Regions from separate parts of the Gossypium hirsutum genome. Here all the other regions are linked to region 3. The links are chromatin contacts, called in public Hi-C maps. All regions are on one chromosome and are shown on one strand. Each heading gives the region's core, a stretch centred on a gene start, on an enhancer-like site or on the middle of the called end of the contact. The rest is flanking DNA. Distances are from core to core; before and after follow the strand shown.

Evidence for each region. Hi-C and Micro-C count contacts between places; a contact is called where the count stands out from the background.
Region 1: a Hi-C map of leaf shows a contact between it and region 3, with 1.9 times the contacts expected there. The contact joins the promoter of LOC107900744 here to the promoter of LOC107900731 in region 3. A contact is called at or near these places in 2 of 34 Hi-C or Micro-C datasets (both in leaf).
Region 2: a Hi-C map of leaf shows a contact between it and region 3, with 2.6 times the contacts expected there. The contact joins the promoter of LOC107900739 here to the promoter of LOC107900731 in region 3. A contact is called at or near these places in 5 of 34 Hi-C or Micro-C datasets (callus, hypocotyl and leaf).

The regions. Positions count from the first base shown.
Region 1 is chrD08:53,709,874-53,714,530 of Gossypium_hirsutum_v2.1, forward strand. LOC107900744 (transcription factor MYB83) reads right to left here and starts at 2,232. Exons shown (of 2, transcript XM_016826438.2): 1 at 1,760-2,232; 2 at 299-1,323. The coding sequence starts at 2,055. The coding sequence ends at 630. LOC121219855 (a long non-coding RNA gene) reads right to left here. Exons shown (of 3, transcript XR_005916859.1): 2 at 4,578-4,601; 3 at 3,870-4,161.
Region 2 is chrD08:53,784,085-53,788,226 of Gossypium_hirsutum_v2.1, forward strand. LOC107900739 (UDP-glycosyltransferase 73C6) reads right to left here and starts at 2,151. Exons shown (of 1, transcript XM_016826435.2): 1 at 516-2,151. The coding sequence starts at 2,059. The coding sequence ends at 596.
Region 3 is chrD08:53,915,934-53,920,151 of Gossypium_hirsutum_v2.1, forward strand. LOC107900731 (putative tRNA (cytidine(34)-2'-O)-methyltransferase) reads right to left here and starts at 2,955. Exons shown (of 7, transcript XM_016826428.2): 1 at 2,333-2,955; 2 at 2,132-2,205; 3 at 1,966-2,034; 4 at 1,806-1,864; 5 at 1,429-1,489; 6 at 1,283-1,336; 7 at 1-240. The coding sequence starts at 2,501. It also overlaps the pseudogene LOC107900729.

The DNA of each region.
Region 1 (4,657 bases), core at 982-3,481, 210 kb before region 3:
AAATGTGATATTATCCCTATAAATATTATTTGTCGAGTAAATCCTAATTAAAGAAATTTAATTTGTGTTACACTGGATAGGAAATAGACCATTTATTTTGAAGATGTTGATCATTTAACGTACGTACGTACTTATAAAAGAAACTGCAGTTGTATTTTGCTTATTATTTCAACGTCGGTCCTTCTCGGCCTTCCACTAATAACCAAAAAAAAAATCTAACTTTAAATTTATTCCCCTAATTTGTACATGAAAGTAAAAGTATACAATTCAACAAATATAATCTTTTTTTTTTTATTTCGGCTTTCTCTATTTCTGTATATCACTATTCACATTTTCTCTTAAGAAAGGGACGACGGTTCTTGCACGATCCCCCTTGCATGCCTCATGCTCTTACATTTACGTACAACAAGCCTTCACCTCTACTAATCTCCCACCTATTTTATGCTTATTCGACGACGTCCCAATTTATGCAAGCTCCCGTATATAAAACTAAAACAAATTGAAAATAAAACCCAAAAAAAAAAAGATTATAATGAGCCAATAACAGGATTAAATGGGGTAAAAAATGGAGGTTCTGCCCAAAATTTTCTATGTGTGGCTTTGGGTAGAGTTGAAAATGGAAGATATAGTTATTCAACTTGGAAATCAAGGAAATTAGGGAAAGAAGATATGTTATCCATCAAACCCTCTAATTCCCATTCTCCCATTCTCAAGTTTTCCGCTTCCCAATGATGATTTTCTAACCCAAACGCCTCCCCTACTTTAAAGCTTTGATCAGTGTTGTTGAAGCAAGTATTATTATTATGGTGGTGGTGGTGGTTGTTGTTATTGCTTTTCCTATCAATGCTGTTAATGGCAGCATTGCTCTCTTCAATGCTTCTACTCTCAAGTGGAGGAAGTGAAAAGTCCCCTTCCAACGCTATTTTCCCTGGCTCTAAAACCCCATAATCCCCATATAATGCCTCTCCCAAACCACCTTGTGTCAAGCATGTGGGCAGATCCAATAAACCTGCTGCACCGCCCGTTTTATCGTAACGGTTGATGTTGAGCAGGGGGAACGGATCGAATTGGTTGCCTGTACCCATCGGTGGCATGGATATTGTTGATGATGAGGATATTGAGTCCATGCAAAAGGTCATCGCGTGATGTTCGTGCAGAGGGAAAATCCCTCCTACGACATCCCTGGGCTCCGATGAATCACTGTTGTTGGGTGATGAGGATGTGGATGTGTTGTTTTTCAATCTTTTCTTTAGTGTTGAGTTCCAGAAATTCTTTATTTCATTATCAGTCCTTCCTGGAAGACGAGCCGCGATTTGAGACCACCTGCAAATTTCGGAACCAAATTAAACATAATAAGACATCACATGTATCTATCTATAACCAGTATATAATATAAATTTTTCAACAGAGATGTTAACATTTTTTGCATTAAACATGATTTGACTCATATCTCAAAGTGAAAATGAAAATGAAACCCCAGAAAAATGAGTGGTGCACATGGTGGCTGGTGCCGGTGTGTGGCCGGTCACTGGTGATCAGTTTTTTCAAATGCATGAAGTTTTCTGGAGGGGAAGATTATAGATCAGAAGTGCCATATTCCATGGGATTGAATAGCCCTTAACTATCTTAGCTTAAACAAAGGCTATATAAATTTCGAATATAATATTCATAAGCGATTCTAAATAATGAACTACACCAAGATACATAAATATGCGTATGACATTGGCCTTTTGGAAGAGAAATGGAATAGAAATAGAACCTGTTTCCAAGTATGGAGTGCAAATGTATGATAAGCTCTTCTTCTTGAAGAGAAAAGGCGCCACGTTTGAGATCAGGTCTCAAGTAATTAATCCAACGAAGGCGACAACTTTTGCCACACCTTTGCAGACCAGCATTCTTAGCAATGTCACTCCAGCAGCCTTGTCCATTGGTTAACATGTACTTCATGAGTTTCTCGTCCTCTTCTGGTGACCACAACCCCTTCCTCAGCTTCATCTTGTTGGTGGTGTTGGTGTTGGTGTTGGTTTTTGGCATATTAGGATCAGGCTTCCTCATTGCACAGCTGGGTGTCGATCTGATGTAGTGGAGCCTTTTCCAATCTTTTTAACTGGTTGGATGGAGATAAGAGAGAGGTATAATATAGGTGAATGATGTTTGCAGCGGAGAGAGAAGGGGGAAAGAAGGCTTGATGGGGTGGTAATGGTGATGATGATAGTGATGGGATTGTGGGGTTCGTTTGCTTTGGAATATGAATATATTTATATATGTGTTGAGGGAAATGGAAAAAGGGAGTGTTTGTTAGTTGATGGGTAGAGTGGAAAACGGATTGGAGGGGGACCTCCCTTACCCTCACACATAGGATTGAGGGATGGGATGGTTGGTCGTCTTGTCTTTGACTCTATCTTGTCTTTTTCGATGCATTTTTCTTCACTCACAAGGTAATCATCATATGCATACGAGACACCACCAGTTTTGCTTCCACTTCACATAATGCTCTCTCTCTCTCTCTCTCTCTCTCTCTCAAACCACACGTGTTTTTGAAGGATAAGCCAATGCCCCATTAATTCTCCCCATGGAAAGAGAGAGAGACTGTCTGCAACACAGACCAGATGAGACTTACAGACAGACATATAGAATAACAGCACTCCAAAACAAATGGTCAAAAACTGTTTTTAGTCCTTATACTATGCATAAGTTACAAATTTAATTCATATACTCTAATTTGATCTATTTTTTTTTCTATTTTAGAAATTTCAATCTTGGGTCAAATAGTAACAGTTAAAATCATTATCATTAAGTTGTGGATTTAATGCTTGTTTTCTATTTTAATCATTTTTAGTCCGTATTCATTAACTAAAATAGTATGGCATTTTTTGCACTATTTTCAGAACTGAATTAGACCGAAAACTAGTTAGGGTATCGATCTTGAACAAAGGGTTGGATCGGTTGACCCACAAATCATTCGAATTGGTTGAACCGACTTTTCTCTTTTTAAAAAAAATTTTAAAACAATTTATTTAATTGAGCTAACAAGCCGGTTAGACCTATTCGACTACAGTTCGATTCTAAAAACTTTACTTTTTGTGGGTATTATATAAAAATAGCAATGTGACATACCATTACGCATGTACAATATATTTGCGTCATAAGATTTTAGAAATGAAAATATTTAACTTAATGAACTTAACAACTATCATTTAGTCCATATTGAAATTTCAAAATTTTCAAAAAGTATAAGGAAAAAAAATATCAAGACTAAATCTGTAACACACCATAATTTTAAGGACTAGTAGAGGAATTTGACCAAAACAGAAACTACTTTTACCCTATACAATAATAATGTAATACCTTTTAGCTTTTAGGATCCTTAGTCTCCCTCCACATATATGTTTTCCAGATGAGAAACGCGAATAATATAATCTGGATGCATGGTTCATAGTATTTGGAACATGAACCAAATAATTAACTCAAATATGCCCATATCTACGCCACCCCGGTCCCTCCTTTCTTCTCTCATTCTTTTGGTCTAAAAAGCATTCTTTTCCTTCAAGGGATCTTTCTGTTAATAGTAAAGTAGTCCCATTACCATTACTAAAAAATATATATGTGCAAGTACGATACCTAATAGCATATCTAAATTAAGCAACTGATCCAAATGATATGATTATCATCGAACCAGCAGTTAATATTAATTATTACTTCAGTTGAGACTATGTACGCAATATATGTTATACAGCGGTTTAGGTTTAGGTTTAGGTTTAGAGTCGGATTTAGGGTTTTAAAATATTATAACAATATTTATTTAATTTTCAGAATTATATACATTATAAATAAAAATAATCTATTATTAAATCTAAAAAAATAACGACTTATATTTGACAGTAAATTTGTATTGACTGTTAGGGAAGTCTTTCCCTAATACAAAATGCCTATATATTGTCCACGTTGGCTTTTTTTTTTTTTAATGCTACCTTATATTTTGACACACACAAGATGATATTGACAGGACAGCCGTTCACAGACCCAGGCATTATCATTATTTGATATTACTTTATCAATCAGTTTTCCCTTCACTTGATCAACTATAATCTTCCCAAAACCTTCATTGTCCTTTTCTCTTTTTTATTTGTTTCCCTTTGCTTACCAAATTGCCTTCCTTTCCTGCATGCCAAGGAGAAAATTGCATGTAACGTTTCCACTCAAGTTTATCTGATATGTATGAGAGGGGTCTTAGTCAAATTATTCAAAGTATATTATATATATTGTATTTATGTATTTGGACAGCGATTGCCACAAATTGTGGCAAAAAGTGAGGGGAAAACTGTCAAGCTACTCAAATGTTTCAAAAGTATCCTCTTCATCATATCAACAGCTGTCGAGGGGGAAAAAAACCCAATCTTTTTCATGCTTGCAAGGATGTTCCAAGCAACAAACTGCTTAGTTAAAAAGACAAGAAAATACACCTAGCTAGCTCTAGCACATTAATTGTACTACATTTATAAATGAATATTAATGGATCAGTGAATGTGAAAGCTATAGTACGTTCTTACAAGCGAGAAAAATATGAAATAGGGTACCTGACAGTGCGACCAAAGCATGGCCTGCAAAACAAGTTGGCAAATTATAAGGTTTTGGCATCGAAAGGTGGCTAATTAGA
Region 2 (4,142 bases), core at 901-3,400, 130 kb before region 3:
AAGCAAAGTTTAACTGGAAGTCTCTATAGATGATAGACCAATACTTATCCCAAACAGATATTCCACTAAGGTACTAGCTGGACTAGATATTGAAAAATGTATAATGCCAGCCAGGGTGGCTTGCTAACAAATAGAAAGCAAACTTTATTTGGAAATATATCCCGGTTCTTGAACCAGATAGGCTCCTAGCAGCAAGATTTATATGAGGAGTTCCGTGCATTACCTGCTGCCAGGGTTCATATCATCATACTCCACATCAAACGGACAAGGAAACCCAGAGTCATCAAAATCATTTTGTATAGACCTACTGTATTATGCATATATTATGTAAAAGTAAATCAAAGTACATATAAATGCTTCATAAGTATGGCACACACTAATAATTTTAAGAGAAAAAGATTACGAAGCATGCATAATCTCATCTGTTCATTTATTTATTTGGTTTGCTTTATAGGTAACTCAAAGTGGATTTTGAAGAAGAAAAGAAAAAAAAGCTATAATTTTACACTTTGACGAAAGAAAAATAGCTGTATACATTGTATTATGCATATTGAAAGAACTTATATTCTCACTCACTCTCATGTGAGACAGAAGTCTAATCCAAACATATTTTTGAAGATTGTTGGATGATATCTTGGACTAAGAAAGTCATATTAATGTAAGAAGAGCCCCCCACTTCAACAGCTTTTTTTGCCTTCTCTCCAAACTCTTTGGCACGTTTCCTTCTCTCTATTCCTTCATTTCCTTCATCCATCAATTGGGCTATCGCGTTTTTAACATCTTCTTTCTTCAACATGAACCCAGATTTCTCATCTCCAAACATCGTCGGTTTGCCAATTCCAAGACTGACTCCGATTTTCAATATTTCTACAAGCTTCTCGTTACTAAACTGGTCTGCGAAGAGTGGTAATGTTATTAATGGGACACCAACGGAAATGCCTTCAATTGTTGAATTCCATCCGCAATGAGTTAAAAAGCCTCCTATAGCTGGGTGTGACAAAATGAGTACTTGGGGAGCCCATCCCACAACTACAAGCCCTCTTCCTTTTATTCTTTCCTCAAATCCATCCTCTTTGATCCACTTCTCCACTTGGTTTGATGTTGTATCGTTTCCTCTTAGCACCCAAATGAATGGTTTGTTCGATGCCTCTAACCCCAAACCCAACTCTATCAGTTCTGGGCACTTTACAGTGCTGATGCTCCCAAGGCAAGCATAGATTACAGAGTTGGGTTGTTGAGAATCAAGCCACTTCAAACACTGCTGCTCACTGATTGAAGCCTTGTTGCCTCTTTCAGCCTTGTCTAACTCATCTTTGTGGCTAAGAGAAACCGGACCAATGCACCAAGCTTTCTTTATCTTCCTATACTCTTTCACATAAGTTGACTCCAGCTCATCGAAAGTATTTATGACGACCCCGTATGATGCTCGGTCAGCTTCGATCATTGGTTCAACAATGTCCTTCTTGGGTTCATCACGGATAAGCGGTAACTGGGCTTTAGTAAATTCGATCTTTTCAGTCAAGCCAGGTACCGTGAAGTATTCAGAATCAGAGGTTATGGTCTCAAGTATCTGGGAGGAACGTATATTATGCAAACAAAGAAGACAAAAGCAACAAAATCCATGGAATGATATCCTTGGAACCTGAAACTTGGTGGCAATTTTGTGAGTATAATAGAGGCAGATGTCAGAAATAATGCAATTAGGGCGTGGTGTTAGCTTCTCAAATAATTGCTGCACTGCTTCTTCCATCTTGTTTGCTGCAGTGAAGAAATCGAAAAAGTCCTCCCTTGAATACAGCATGTCTAGATTCTCAACCCCATCTTGCAATCCTACTTCTTTGCCAGGAAACTGGAGCTGCACTAAACGGATAGGGAGCCCTGACTCAATGGCACGGGCAATCGTATTCTGGACTCTGCCTGCGTTGTGAGGTGTTGTAACTATAGTAACAATCACGTCACGTTGTGCTAACAGTCGGCCAATATCTACCATGGGGATCAAGTGACCTTGAGCCATGAAAGGGAACAACACAAAGTGAGGCTGGTCGGATAAGGAACCCATAGAAATACGAGTAAATGAAACACGCAAGTTAACTTGTAATAGAAGGGTGCCGATAACTGTTATATATAGCGAAGTTTGAAGTTCATTTAAGAATGTTATACTTGGCTGCTGATGCAAGAGCATACATAAGAGTATTGTTTTATTCGGTAAAAGGATGAGGTTGGTCAGAAAGACTAGAATTCTGTGGACTGTAGAACTTCGTTATTTACCATTTTTTTATTGTCTGCTCCATTTCAGTACGTGTCTGACCAGTGGCCCTGAGTTTAGTCCTAGTCTTGGGACATAATTATGTGAACTACATATCATATGGCAATGGCCGAAGAACAAACAAACAAAAAGTTTTGAAACGGTGGTCAGCAAGATATCTTCGTTTGTGGAACTGGGTTCAGGCCTGGAAGCTTTCTATCAACATTAAAACAAGTCACAATATTTGGAAAATTGTCTTCGATCACCAATAAGTTTCACCTACGTATCTTAGGCTACAACTCAAAATTCATTTAGGGTTTGTCCTGCTCTTGCGTGTGGTAGTCTATCACTGGTTTTAGCTGTTGTTCCAATAGGGTCGGAAGCGTGTAAATTATTGTACTAAAAAATCACACAAAGTTCAATTCCCAGGGAAGAGAGGTGGATCACATGGATCTCTTAAATACCAAGTCTTTCCTTAGACAGAATATCCCTTCTATAGTAATTTAATAGCACAATTAAATACTACTATTATACCCTCAAATATTGAAAGAAAAATAGGACAAGAAAGAACACAAGAGATTTAACGAGGTTCGGTAAATTATACCTACGTCCTCGGGCACTAACACCAGATGATAACTTTACTATCTCCAAAGTATTACAAACAAATAGAATTCCTTAAGAATTCTCAAATGGAAGAAGAGAGAAAACTAAGAGAGAAAGATTGGTTGGGATGAATTGAAATGAGAAATGAGAAGGCCTATTTATAGTTGAGGTTTAAGGACCAAACAATAAATAGCCCATTATCTCAAGGACCAAAAAAAAAATTATCCCATGCCACTTTTTCAAAGTCAACTTTAGGGTGCTAAACTTGCACCACTTTGTATTGTTTGCCATTAATGTTGTCTCCCATTAATGTTAACAATCTCCACCTTGAAGATTTGATTAGGATAATCACATCTTCACACACTTCCTTCAACTCCCCAAATTCGATAAAACTATCTTTTGTAGTGCCTACAAATGCACTCTCGAGCGCCATACACCTGAAGGTGCTCAAATTCTCAGGATGTTAATCAAGTTCAAACAATGATTAAACTTGATTGTTGTTACCACCTTGGTCATCATATCTGCGGGATTATCTGCTGTCGGAATCTTCTGAAGTAGAATTTTTCCTTTTTCAAAGACTTCCCGCACAAAGTGATATCTTACGTCGATATGCTTGGTTCTTGAATGATAGACTTGATTTTTCGCTAAATGAATAGCTCTGACTGTCACAATATAAACTTATGTGACTTTGAACAACTCCTAAGTCTTTCAACAATCCATTAAGCCAAATAGCCTCCTTAACAGCTTCTGTAACTGCCATATATTCTGCCTCTGTAGTAGACACAGCTACTGTAGACTGTAAGGTAGACTTCCAACTCACTGGGGCTTTCGCAAGAGTAAACAGATACCCCGTAGTTGAACGACGTTTATCTAAATCACCAGCAAAGTCGGAATCAACATATCCAACTACAAACTGACCAAGTGCTTCATCCTGTTCAAAAATTAAACCAACATCTACGGTTTTTCGAAGATACCGTAGAATCCATTTCACAGCTTGCCAATGTCCTTTTCCAGGATCATGCATATACCTGCTCACAACTCCAACAGCTTGTGAAATGTCAGGCCTCGTACACACCATCGCATACATCAAACTCCCAACTGCATTAGCATATGGGACTTTCGCCATATATTCTCTTTCTTCTTCAGTTTTCGGAGATAATTGAGCACTAAGTTTCAAATGAGAAGCAAGTGGGGTACTTACATGTTTTGTGTTTTCATTTACACCAAAACATTGTAATACCTTTTTCAGATATTGCTTCTGATTTAAACAAAGCTTGCCTCTCGGTCTATCTCT
Region 3 (4,218 bases), core at 1,705-4,204:
ATCACCAGAATTTGTAGAGGGCACTTGAAGCTGTTCATAGTTGAGCTGTCTTGAAGCTTCATACACAGCAATACCAACACTCACAGAGAGATTCAGACATCTAACATAAGTCTCAACCATTGGAATCCGTATGGTTCCACCACCAAAAGTTTCACTTTTGCAATCTAACAACACATCAGGAGGCAGGCCACAAGTTTCTGAGCCGAATATCAAATAATCACCTTTTCTATACGAAAAGTCCTGCAACACACAATGTCAAGTTATAATTAAAACTAACCCTTAGGATGCAAAATTAACTTTATCATAGTCATTGGTCGCCTAAGAGCATAATTTAACCGGAGCAGTCCATCTACTATAAACATGAGCAATTCAGTTTTAAAGTAAATGGGTAAAATTTCAAATGAAAATAACCTTAAATGGTTAAAAATGCTTATTTTCATGTTTTGACACAAAATAGAAAAAAACCCAAAATTCTAACATTTCTTAAGACATGACAACTACTAAATTGCTTAATTATTTTCATGTCACTTAAAACACAATAAATCAGCAATTTTAATGTTCAAAATTACAATTGCTTACGATTTTCCTATTTGCTTTAAAATTAAATGTACAAGAACTAGGTTCCTCACTTTCATAGTAGAGTGACTGATTTTGCTCCTAAGCCTATAGTGCAGAGACCAGCTAGTTAGTTAAGTTTAACCTAAATTTTCCGACTCTCCTTTTATCTCGTCAAAAAGGTAGAGAAACAAAGTCAGTGTCATATTTTCACATTCATTATCTAGCAATTGCAGTGAATTCAATGATTTTCTAGTTACAGAAAATTGTCATTTGGTAATGATAATCAAAGTTAGATCAGTTTATTCCAAGTCATGAAAGATTGGAACACTCGCTGCAACCAAGAACAGACTAGCCCTTGTTTGAATTCATTGACAACCAATGCCTCTGCATGATTCCAATGAATTATAATAAGCACCAATATAGTACTTAGATGGCTGTCGTCCAACATAGGGTAAATGCATAGATAGATCAACTTTAGCACTTTGCTTGACCTCTTTACAAGATATTTAAACGAGGGCCATAAAAGATTTAGAGACTCTAGGCTGAATGTTTATCAGGAAACTTAATAGTATCTTAAAGATTGCAACCTAAGTGCTAGCAATTAACAGTAACATAAAATAGGGTGGAAAAGAACATCAAGTGATGATAGCAAGACAGAAAAAAAAGATAATTCTAGCATTTCAAATGGTCATATCATAGAGTATAAAAAGAAAAGAAAGCATACTGAATGAATTGCTGTTCCTCTTTTAGTAAAAGCCAGCAAACGCTTATCCCCTTCCTGTATCATAGGAACAAATATATTTGGAGGAAATTAATGACAAAAGATACAGAACATTTCTAATCCATTGTTGGGACAGGAAGAGAAAAAACCTGTTGCTTGAAATAGTTTTGAAACTCTGCCCATGAGCCATGTATTCTAACAACAACATATCTGACATCAAGTTATTGGTGAAAACAGGAAAGCAGGAGATATTTCAGAGTTGGAAGGAAAATGAAGTGGATCAAATGCGATTTGGGTCAATCTTTGTAAACTATGCTAAATTGAAGCCTTTGAGGCTATAATTTATATATGAAAACTTGTTTGTGAGGATAGAAAAATATATGCCAAACTGTACTATGAACTGATGAACAATTAGGAAGTGCCCAATTCGAATAGAATCTTAAATTGAAAATAGAGAGAAAGGGTGTCCATGCATTTCATTCAACTGGAAAAAGGGTATGTAGAGAACATAAATATGGGAGGATACGGCCAGTAATCCAGTCCAGCACGTTTTAATTTATTATCATCCACTTTAAATCCTAATGGCTGAAAAAATACAACAGCAGAAGCATCTTAAATAAAAGGTCAAGGTTGGCAAAAATAAGTAAAGTAAAACAAAAAAGAGAGAAGAGAAGAGGAAAAGATACCCCAACAAGGTGAAGGGCAACAGCTGAGGCAGCGCATGTTCTTGCAATGCAACCTGCATTTCCAGGAATCTGAAGGCATGGGCAAGGGCAGAAAAGGGAAAACAATTAAGTAGAGGTGCTTGTATATGAGCTATAACATGTTAAAGATGAAAAATACAGTAGATACCTGAGGAGAAACTAAGACGACTTGAAGCAATTTTTGTTGGGGGTCAGGGGCAGGCAGAGAGTTGTTCCCATTTCCTGTTTCAACTTCAGCAACAGCCAAGCCCACAAAGAAAGAAGATTAAGAAAGGCAGTGAACTTAATTAATTAAGAACAAAAAACAAGCATATATACATATATCAGTGGAGAGAGAAAAGGGTCTTACTCTTAGTCTTAGTGTGAGTGTCAGCCCTGGTATTAGAGAAAGAAGAGAGGTGTGGTATGCGTAGGGAAGAAGGGCGAAAGTTTGGGAATAAAGAAAGAGAAGAAGTATCGTTAATATGTCTTAGGCTTTGAAGAAGATGGAATTGGGAATAATATGGGACTGCTCTCATTCTTGCTCTTATGCTCAAAAGAGAGACAGATACCAATACAGATAAAATGCTACACCTATTGGGTTTGACCTTTCTTTCTCTCTGGGTGGGATCACTGGATAGCTTCACTAATACATATTACTTACTAATTACTATCACTAAGTAAATACTCCAGTTTCTCTTCTTCTTTTTCTCTTTAACCCTCTTGGCCTTGGCCTGCTACCTTTCCTAATGTCCTCCTTCCTTTATAAAAATAAAAAATAAAATAGAGGGTTGGAAAGGAAGGCTGGGTGGCTCAGATCAGAACGACGATACCCTCTGCCTCTTCCACTCAATCTTAACCAGACACAGGTCTCCTTTCTTTTCTTTTTTCTTTGCTCAATCGAGAGATCGACTTGAACTTGGGCCGCCTCATCCGCCAGAAGAGTTTAAACAAAATACAAGAGATTCGAAAAATAGATTTAAATGAAATTTAAGATCATTTTTTATATGGGTTAGATTTTGAGTAAATATTTTTCTCGACACCCAATGTTATAAAATAATATTATATTAATTATATATTAAATAATATTTATTAAATTATTAATCTAATAATAATTAAATTTATTGTACAAAATCTAAAAAATTTATAATTTATATTTAATACATTAAAATATTTATTATATTTATTTTAGTTTTTTAATATAATAAAACATTTAATATAAATATTTTATAAGTATTTTTAATGTGTTAAAAAAATTATTTTAATCTAGGTTAAGGTAATGAATTAATATTTCTTTTTCATCTAAATTTTATTTTGTTAAATCTTTATTTTGAGTTAGATAGTGTTAATTGACTCTATTTTACTATTATCACGGTATTAATTTAAGTTATCTACTTTAAAATAAATCATATTGATAACGACTCATTAACTAATTTTCTCATTCATTCATCTTAGAATACCAAATGATTTTTTTTCTTTTAACTAAGGTATTATATTTTTTTAAAAATTAAATATGAATAAATTGGGTCGGACCGAATTTGTTTTTTCGAGCGAATTTTAAAAAAAAAAAAGTAAATCTAGTTTTTAGGCTACCCTGACTAAAAAAAATTAATCTAAATACTTTATATAAACCTCACTCCAACCCAACCCAATTCATCAGCGGCTAGATCGTCTGCGCCCCTTTTATCCCTTTGTTTTATTTTCTTAGTTTCAGTTTATCTGGATTAAGAATGCTTTTAGTTGTCTTATTCGGGCGTATCGGATGCTACCCATGCTTCATATCTCTGCTGTTAATTTACGAAGAATTATGTCCAGCTAAATGCTAATGGTTTATCTGCCCTTTGGGTTTTTGGATGGAGAAAAGTCAAATTGAAGTGTTGTTTATCTGACTGATCAGACACTGGTTATCCTCGAGAACTGGGAATTTATCGATGTGCCTCTTTAGTTCTCAATTCTGCTTTTTCCAAATGTGTGTATGTTTTATTTGAAGGGTGAAACATTTTGTGTAAATGTAATACTATCTCTTACTCTTATTAAAAATTCAAACCTTAAGACCTACCGCTGCAATATCTGAATAGCTCAGAGCCTTTACTTATCCAGCAAGTGTTGTTGGTTCTTTCCCCATGGAGAAAGGAGTGCCATCTAGCCTTTTTGTTAATGATGGTTCCTTTATGGAGAGGTTTAAACAGCTTCAACAGCAGAAGGATGTAAAAGACAAGGCTGCAGCTTTAGAAGAATCTAAACCCCCCAAATTTG